Regions from separate parts of the Hordeum vulgare genome. Here region 2 is linked to region 1. A link is a contact called in public Hi-C data. All regions are on one chromosome and are shown on one strand. The core of a region is the stretch at or near the end of the contact, and the rest is flanking DNA. Distances in the headings are between cores, read along the strand shown. Region 1 holds the start of LOC123409935 (putative 1-phosphatidylinositol-3-phosphate 5-kinase FAB1C). Region 2 holds the start of LOC123412623.

Evidence for each region. A called contact is a pair of places that touch in the nucleus more often than the background predicts.
Region 2: a contact with region 1 is called in a Hi-C map of seedling, with 9 times the contacts expected there. The contact joins the promoter of LOC123412623 here to the promoter of LOC123409935 in region 1. A contact is called at or near these places in 2 of 6 Hi-C or Micro-C datasets (leaf and seedling).

What each region holds. Positions count from the first base shown.
Region 1 is chr7H:112,704,844-112,709,842 of MorexV3_pseudomolecules_assembly, forward strand. LOC123409935 (putative 1-phosphatidylinositol-3-phosphate 5-kinase FAB1C) reads right to left here and starts at 3,711. Exons shown (of 11, transcript XM_045102804.1): 1 at 3,136-3,711; 2 at 2,298-3,059; 3 at 2,049-2,202; 4 at 1,622-1,957; 5 at 617-1,375; 6 at 190-524; 7 at 1-115. The coding sequence starts at 3,392.
Region 2 is chr7H:113,262,176-113,267,187 of MorexV3_pseudomolecules_assembly, forward strand. It overlaps LOC123412623, which reads right to left and starts at 2,591. Exons shown (of 2, transcript XM_045105573.1): 1 at 1,641-2,591. The coding sequence starts at 2,456.

The DNA.
Region 1 (4,999 bases), core at 2,461-4,960:
CTCGATGAGCCAATCTTGTGCTACTGGACAAGCAAAGTCTAATACTGAGGGTGGCAAGTTGACAGACAGGATGTCTACAGGAGAATAACGGAAGACAGCAACCATACTTCCGAACCTGTTCATGGAGAATGGCAACAGTTACATTGACCTTAAATTTGAGAAGGTTGAATACAAGAATCCACCACATACCCATAAAAACGAAGACAGTCCCTCTGGAGGGAATGTCCACAGCAGGCAACTCGATTGGCTGTTGTGTGATTCGAAAAGCTAAGTTCAAGAAACTTTCCAAAAGAAAGTCCACATGCCGCATCAGACATCACTACTCTGTGTGTTGCCGGAGGGTTTCCATTTTTCTGTTTGCACCGGAGGCACCTGTGCCACATCCATATCTTCCCATCATTCCGTCCAGGTAACGGCTTTACAGATTCAAGATTTCTAACACCTATTGAAAGACTGCCTTGTTGATGAGTATAACATTGAACATGAGATTCTGCAGGTTCTTTGCAAGACTCACAGCACGAAGTCTGCAACAACGACGGAACACATTAATAAGGTAGTAGTAGCCTACTAGGTATTTACTTGCAACCAAACAGGAAAATGGATGACAATACAGTACCTGATAAAATAAATCTTCACGAAAATACCTCCCAAGTGGCTTATCAAAATTACCGTAGAACTTTATGCGGAAGAGCTGAGATTGCTTGCATACAATTCTTTTCTGATGGCATGCAATGGACAAGGAAACCAAAATGCTCTGTGCATTATCGGATGTTGGGAAATACTCGGTGGGGTTCTCGTTATGATCAGGTACGGTTACTCCTACATGTTCTTCGTCTGATGTATGATGGCAACCATTGTCCAACTCACTTTCAACTCTATAAATCCCACCAACCCTCTCATCTCGATGAACGTCATCAGGGCATTGCAAATCTGTTGGTGTCCCTTTTCTGACTAGAGGTGCTTCACAATTATTATCGATAAACAATGTTGGGGGGTGAGAAAACGTGTCATCAGTTCCAGGAATGTATTCTTCCTGACCAAAGTTAGGTTTCAAAAGGGATTGGTCGATAGTTAACACTTTAGAAGAACCATCAAGGAAATTTAGAGGCACGATGCAGCCCTTTTCTGAAGTTCTGTCACCAATGATTTGAAAATCATTCAAATTCTGCCGAGAAGTACTTGAGGAAATATCCCCACCATTCATATGCTTCTCAAGTGGACGAGCTGGAAGATCTGAAGGGGTCTTTGGTAGTGTTGCACCCTCATCTGCAAGATATGAAGTCTCCAGTGATAGTTGATATGCTGCAAATACAGCAAACTGTAGAGCAAGTTTGACCTTCCTTAACTCTTCATAGGATGTGCCCCTTAGGAGGACCTAGGAAAAAAATCGTTGGTTGTATTAGATATGTCTTGCACAATTAAAGTGCCACAATAGATAGACACAAAGCGGAGCTCAAGATTGCCATCCTCGGCAGAGAGTAAAATTATGCCAAAAAACAGTATAGAAGAATACGTGTATAAAATTAGGACCAAAGTAACAATATGATGAGAATTGACCCTTCATTTTTTTATGGAATGGAACAAGATCTTTAAAGGTAGCAAACAGTTCTATGTGCATTACCGTGCAGCCCAGGCGTCTTGGACAGCCATCAAAGAACATCAGTGTCTTGATAGATTTTCTGTTATCCTTCGGAGCTAAAGATTCTGCAACTCTTTCAATCCAGAAAGCTTGGCACTGTCCAAGTCTTGCTGAAGTGACATTGTCAATGGATGAAGCAATTTTAGCACCTGTGCAGCGTGATATCCGTTCTAGAAGTGATCTCTTGACATTCAGTACTAAAGAGATATCTTTTGCAAGAAGCTGTTGAGCATACATCGGCACGCTCTTTTCAACCAGCAAGACATGAGGTCGTTGGGCCTCTATCTTTGCAACAGCATTCTTAAGATATTCCTTTTCCTGTACATATCACACTTTTAATGTCAACTACGGACATACTGAGAGCTATTAGGATAAATACACTTCAGCTGACAAAGAATGGAGGCATTACCTGTTCAAGAATGCTGTTTATTGATGCTAGTTTGTTTGTAACCTTTTGATGTTCCAGTGCTCCTCCCAAAAGAAGAATTCTAGGATTCTCATGCTTTGACACCATGCGTTTATGCTTTACATTCTTAGAACAAACAACACCTTTAATGAAAGTACTGCAAATAAACAGATGAATAATCATTTAGCTCCGAAGATGGCATGAAAAATATCATATAATCACTCAACACAGCTGAATCGTTATAGGGCGTACCTATCATTGGGAGTCCCTGACGCTACACATTTAACTTTGACATAGTTGGTGGGATCCATGCTACCACCTTTGCTTGTATCTGGCTGCACAAAGGTAGCTGCCTGCCATGCTAATAAGGATACTATGTCCGACCATCCATCCACGAGGTCAACTCCATGACCTTGGAGCAATTGGGACACAAGAGCCCTGAAATGCCCATGTAGAGCGTTCCTTAAGAACTCTTTATGAGCTATATTCTGTTTTCCTTTGGTCCCTGGTAAATCATCACTACCACCGCACTCATGGTTAACATGTTCAAAGGTCTTCCCATCACCAATAGCGCTGTCATCATCATCGTCATTGTATTGAAAGAAACTGTTTTCGGAGTCATCACCCTCATCTTGAGGCGGTGGAGGATGCCATATGAGTCCATTATTACTCTCAAAATCAATTGGCTGTATAATATTGTCATGATGTTCATCATGGCAATTGGGTGAATCCATCAAATAATCACCATCATCGTAGCCATGACCAGAATTCAAAGAGTATAGAGGAGAATTTTGGCTGGCATGACCATTTATCCCGGAGGGAGGACTTGTGCCTACTTGTCCGGATCGTTTCATAGGACTATATAACGGGCTCGAATTTCCCAACCTGAATGTGTACAGCCTACTAATATTTGTGCTCACGGAATCCGTATCAGAAGTATCTTGAGAAAACTCACTGCCCGGGGAGAAATACCGGCCTCGGTCTGAGTCCTCGCCGTCTTCATAACCAATACTCCTACATCCAACAAATTTTATTCAGTCAACATATCAGGCTATGCCCTCCAGGGAATGCAAGGAAGTCAAATACCCACCCTGGCGTTGAGCATCGGAGAGGACCAGGTGAGGAGAAACGCCGCCACCCAGCAGACCTCGAGGAAGACGGTGTCGGGACACGCTCCGGTGGGGACATCGGAGCCCCGTCCAACCCGTCACCACGCTGCTCCATGGGGGCACCTCGGCCACCGTTAATAGGCCGGACGCCGAGGTCGGAGCGGTCGCCGCCGCCGCAGTCCGTCATCGCAAGGTCGGTCACCCAAGAATCGGACTTCCGCGCGACGGGAACTCCCATAAAAGCAGCAAAAACCACGAAAAAACAACTGCCGAGGAGGCCCAAACCTAGCAACTTCTTGATTTCACAGTAGACCCTGTACCAAATTACACACCACAAATCACGGGAAAACAAAGCACGCCAAAACCAGGAGCCACAAACCGTTAGAGGGGAGCTAAAAGGGACCCCGCAAAGCGCCTAGTCCTAGCGTTTCTTGGGATCTGCACATCCGAGGCATTTCCTCGAGCATGTGGCGGGCAAGAGGGCGGCAGCATCGCCCGAGGCTCCACGGTCAAGCAGCTGCTGCGGGAGGGAGGCGGCGGCGGCGGCGGCGGCGGCGGCGGCGGGCGAGCGGAGTCCAGGGTAGGGGGAGGCGGAGGGGGGTGAGGGGAAGGTGCCCATGGAAGGGAAGCTTTTGCGTGTGAGGGGAATGGAGGAAGATATAGAGTAGAGAAAAAGGTAAGCGCGGTAGGAGAAAGGTGGGGAAAAAAAAGAAAGAGTTCGGTGGGTGCCGTTGGTTTTGGTTTTTTTGTTTTTCCTGCCTTTTAATTCGCTTATCTTCTTTCCTTTTACTACCTTTCTTTTGACTTCTGTCTTTTTTATAGTAGGAAAAAAACCCAGGACTTGTATCTCTTGATGGGAAAAAAATCAGAGAAAAAATATATTGTGTTTCTTTCCTTTTATGAATTAAATTAAATTGTGATGGAGCTAGGCAGTACTATGTTATTGTGGTGAAGCAAAATCCGGATTGTGGGTTTGAGTTGCCTTTTCTCTATGTTCAAAAGTTATTTTCTTCCATTTGACAAAAGTTGTTCCCTGTTGAGACTTTGCAACATGTGCGTTGTGTTCTGTTTTGATTGCTCAAGGTCTTTCGATGTCATTTTCGTGTTGATAAACCTTGAGCGTCATTTAACCGCATATTTCGTGATTTTGTCAAATAAGGACATGTTGTCCCCAAAGAACAAACGGCGAGTATAGTAAAAGTATGTTACAATTTCAGTAACATATACTGTATATTCCACATGAAAATTCAAGAAAATATATGGAACACAAAATATGAAATTGTATCACAAGTCGTAGAAAAAATTGTGATGACTCACTAATTTCAATCACGCCCGCGTTCTTAAGCCTTAGTCATCATCAAGTTATAATAGTATTATTAATGTCCATTTTGTAACCTTGAAATTATTGTTAAATGTAAGAAGATGTGACTATAAGCCTCATCCATCAAGATTCAAGAGCATCATTACAAATAATACCCATTGTAGTTCCTTCACATGGATCATTTTTATCTCATCGCTTGCCAAAGCATCAACGGTAATAAACATGGTATTGTAGTTCATATTTCTCTTTTTCAGTTGGATATATTTTCTTAAGGAGAAGCGCGAGACACATGAAATCTTTTTTCCCAAGAAGATCTCAATGCCAACTCAATTTGCTTATCTTTGTTACAAGGAGCGACAAGAAACCGAGTTCAAAGACATTAGTGTATAAGAATTTCTTGAGAAAAGGGGGGTCAAGCAATACGCTGCTCCCAAGCTCAAATAGACCCTCATTGACAGTAAAATAAAATGAAAACCAATTCTTATGCTCGGAAGCTGCTGGATTAGGAAGACTCGGCCCCCGCG
Region 2 (5,012 bases), core at 1,341-3,840, 560 kb after region 1:
ACCACAGGATAATAATTCAGGTGCGCCTAATGTTTTGAAACGCCAATTTAAGATCATCTTGGGTACGCATAGACTTTCTACAAATCTGACTCTAGACTAGTTCTACAGTTCTGTACTAGTTATTGGAAATGTGGAAGGAACATCACAATGGCTGCTATGCAGATAAAGAAGGAAAATCACAATGGCTGCTAAAATATCTGTTGACAACATTGAAGATTCAGAGAACTCGCATTGAAATTTCAGCATGTGAAGCATTTTCCATGGTAGATCTATGACTGCTACTGCTATGCTTGATCCGCCGCCAGAAAGTAAGAATGGTCTCATGCCTCTAGATATTCAAGTAGGAGTATGACAAGCAACTGTATTTTGTATGATCACCCAACCAGTCAAATCCTAGAATTTATCGCCAACAGATAACTAGCATGGTAACGTGTCAAGAAAAACCTCAAACACGCTACTCAATACTTAAGACACATCTGCATCGGCCGAAAATACTGCTCCGTCACACCATTAACAACTCCAGATTTTTTTTTTTTGAAAAGAAGGAAAACCCCCGGCCTTTACATCTGGGCAACAGCTCCAGATGGTGGCCCATTGTACACGTAGGGATCAAATCGCATAGGGATATTTTCTATGTTTTCTGTGTTTTCTTATATTGATGACAACTTACGAATCACCCTAATTCCAGTCTAAAAACCATGCGAGATAAACCCATTTTTTCAATATGAGCAAAATCTTGCTTTCGAGTCTCCTAACTTGTACTGTAGATCGGGCTGCCTAAAGCCATTTTGTAATTTTCACATAGGTTCCAAATGGTTTTTAAAGAGGCGTCTTCAGATCTAGTATCCAAATGAGTGAACTTCTCTTGTTCTTTTTTACTTAAGGTGACTTTTATTTTATCTAATTAAAAATAGGTCTACAGCTCAACCCAGGTTCCGAAAATGTTTCCCAACTTAAATGAACTAAACTCGTTTCTTTGTCCATCTTATTGTCGTGGTTTTAGTGCGACTTGTCGCGATTTTATTTCAAAACCGTGACAGGAATCATGGAATGGAGGGATTTTTTTCCGGGCATTTACCTTGGCTATCTTTGGTGAGAGAAACTCTTTCTGACAAGATATATGTTTTGAGGGATTGAAGATCCCACGCTATGTCGCTATGGTTTCTTTAGACATTCGGACACAAATCGAGTGGAAGAAAAGAATTATTTGCACGTCATATTTAAAATTTGATAATAATGGTATGAATTAGTGGAAGATAAACCTCATAAGAAATCTTGTTGGGTAAATTGTGCAGACCATTTATCTAGTTTACATTAAACATGGAGTATTGTTAATTTTCTTTTTCAAAAAATAAATAGTGTTTTCATGCATACTTTTCAGTGAAAACTTACGCACTATTATCTTGACCGGCCAATGAAAGACCGCATTCGCTGGGAGGAGAAAAAAACGTTTTTCCTTTGCTCAGATTTTTGTATGTTTTTGAAATGCAGGAAAGCTTTACAAAAGTACCAATTTATACAGTTTTTTTGAAGATTGCAATCAAGTTATTTGATTCAGACCTTAATAACATGGCTCTTTTGTCAAAATAATGAAGATAATATTTTTTAATAAAAAAACTTTGAAAGAAGCAGTGCATTACCTCCTTCCGGCTAGCCTTGACGTCCGCTGCTGCATACTCCGGCGTGCGGGGTAAAGGGGACCACCTATCCGGCGTCTTCGCCGTCTCTGCGCCCCTCTCCGGTGCCTGCATCATGAACCTGGCACCCCACTCGGGCGTTGCGGCGAACCTGGGACTCCGCTCCGGGGTCTGCGCAAACCTGCCGGCGCCCCAGTCCGGCGTCGGCACGAACCGCGGGCTCCGCTCTGGCGTCTGCGCGAACCCTCCAGTGCCCCAGTCCGCCGTCGGCAGGAACCGCGGGCTACGCTCCGGCGTGACAGCGCCGTTGGCGGCGCAGAGCTGCATGATCTTAGCGGCCGCCTCGGCGGCGTCCCGGCTCTCGCCCATGAGCTTGGCGACCTGCGCCTTGGGCAGGCGCATCCTGAGCTGGACCGGCCCGCCCTCGGAGGCGGAGGACATCGGGGAGGACGGCGCGGTGCCGGCGCCGGCCGAGGTCGGGAAGGTGAGGTCGGAGGTGGAGCGGCGCGTGAGCATGAGCGACTCGAGCCTCTCGCGCGCGCCGACGTGGAGCGCGCCGGACCAGGCGCGGCGCGGGGGCACGGTGGGGCGTGGCAGCGCCACGAGGAAGTAGAGCCGGCCCGGGCGGAGCGGCGCGTCGTGGTCGAGCGGGCGCGCGCGCACGCCGAGCAGCTTGACCTGCTCCGACTCGAGCAGCTGGAAGCCCGGGTGGTCGCGCAGCACCGCCCCCGCCTGCGCCGGCGGCTTCACCCTGAAGGCTGTGCCGTCCAGCTGCATCACCTTGGCGCCCTTGCGCCGGCCGCCGATGCTGTTGCCCATTGCCTGCCGGCCGCCGGTCCTTCCTCCCACGCTACGCTTTCTTCCCGGCGGCGGTGCGAGGCGTGGTGAGCCGCGGCGTGGGTTCGGTTCGGTTGGGTTCGCGTGGTTCCTTGCGGTGTTTGTGCGTGTGGGGTGTGGGGATTTAAAACGGGCGGGGCAGGGAAAGGTTTGGGAGTCAAAGGTTGTGGTGAGCTTGACGTGGACTTGAACTACGGGCAGTATATTATTTTTTCTTTGCTTGGGCGTCCACAAAGCTTAGCTAGCCGCCCACCAAGCCATAGATAGCAGTAGCGCTATGGAAATGGAAGAGATCGAGGAGGTTAAAGTGTGTTCTAGTGCATGCATGTGTAATTAACAACGAGTGAAGGATAAAAACACGTTTTTGACCGTCCAATTAAGCTCGTAGTTGCAGAATCAGAGCCAAGAACTTGAAGCGAAGCAAAACTCAGTTACTGCCATCTTTTTAACCTCTCTAATTGTACGTACTTGTCTGAACGCTTGGGTTATTTTAGAGCGGCAAAGGGTGAGTTTGCTTCGGCTGCGCAGAGCCGAGGAAGCATGCCGCAGGCGTAAAACTTAAATTAGCCAGGTAAATGATGTACCTTCTCTGCAAAACTGACTCGGTACCTAATTTGGTGGGAGGAAATTAGCCAGAGGCCGTAATAATTACCACGAGCAGCTTCTGATCTGTGGCAGAGCTTCTCCTCTCTCGGTACTACCAGATCACGTCATTTTACCGTGCTAGCAAACGTCACGAGTTCGACCAGTCGAGGAGCGCGGCCAAATATATCGCCAACTTTACATGTACGCCTGGACGTTGTAAATATATCGCCTCCGTTTTAAACCCCTGGACGTTGATCTTGCACCAATAACCAATATATAACCTCCATTGTATTAAGTGGGTTCGTACGTGGCCCGGTCTCATTGTTCTCGAAGCCATATAGCTAGCGAGTTAATGGCGGTCCAGCAACAACACGTGTACCGTACCGCCGGGGTCGCCACGGCGGACGCCCGGATGGTGCGTCCTTCACGCCACAGATCGGTGCAATTACGGTCTTCCTTTTTTGCTTGCGCCCGTCACGGCACGGGATCGGACCGAGGAATGTCATGCGGCGGCGGCGGCGGGGTCAGCCGGCCGCATCGTATTAATGCGGCTGTAGCTTAGCCGGCGCTCCGCCGATCCGCTTCGCTGGATCGGGTGCCGGGAGGAGTCCGGTGATCCACGGCAACCGTCGTGTCTCGTTGTGGATCTGCATGCGGGCGGACGGACGCGCGCGGCCGTTGCCGTCTGTGGGACTGTGGCCGGCCCTTCCGCAGCAAGCACATGTCATCCTTCCGTAAATGCATGTCTCAACCGATCGAGTTTCCGTCGTGAAATTTATAACGTGGTCAACTTTCTACTGTTAAGAAGACGTCTCAAACCCGCCTCAGATATCAGATAATAAGCTTTCCTCCCCTTTTATTAAAAAACAACCAATCAATACAATTAACTATAGTTATTGGGACAGAAATATGTTATACTCCCTCCGTCCCAAAACTCTTGTCTTAAGTTTGTTTAAAAATAAATGTATTTAAATACTAAAATGTGACTAGATACATTCATTTCTACACAAATCTAAGACGAGAATTTTAAGACGGAGCGAGTATAAAAAAAGAAGAAATGCCGACAACGGTGAATCAATAAAAATGAAGAAGCCTCGTGACCACTGCGTCCATCGAAGATCTCCAACCAAGCTTCAAGACTTCGAAGCGCCGGCACCAATCAACACCCCCATGAAGGGACGCGGCCATGACGATGACGCTGCCAAGGGTTTCCCTGGTACGCGACGAAGAGAGAGGTACGGTAGCCCTCGACGCCCTTTAGGAAGTTCTGGCGGCACCCTCAGGCGCCACCGCGTCGATGTCGACCAGGCCCGCATGGATTTCTCTCGATCTCAACCTTCACCTCGGACGCTCCGGAGCTCGCCACCAAACCGACCACCACCTTACGCCAACACGATCATGAAGCTTCCCACGTTGTCTCACTACGGCACCACGTAGTAGGACCTGCACAACAAAGAAGATGAGTCGACACTCGGAGCAGCAACACCGTCAGCACGCCGGAGCCCAAGCTCCCCCGTCAGTGACAGGATCTGATCGGACGCAATAGCACGAGCATACCAAGACAGTGGGTCTACAGGCCCGGTCAGGCACTGAAACGCCCGTGAAGCTCCCGCCATCGCGCTGCAGAAGGCATGCCGTCGGGGTCGCTGCTCCCCGTCCATGTCGGCCCGCTAGGACTCGGATGGGGCCCTCAAGGCCCTAATTCGGGTCGTGGTCGCGCCGTCGGACCAGCGCCACCAAGGCGCCCTCCTGCCAAGGGCAGCATCAGCGCTACACGTGCCGCCAGGCCCTGCCGCCACGACATCACACCGTCGCTTGTCGAGCTGCCCCCGCTGTCGAACCTATCCCCGGGAAGGGCCCCGCGCGCGGGGGAAAGGAAATCCCGACGCCGTCAAAACCACCTGGCCAGATCCGGGGGCACCCTCTGGCGGCGACGGGGGAGAGAGGACGAAA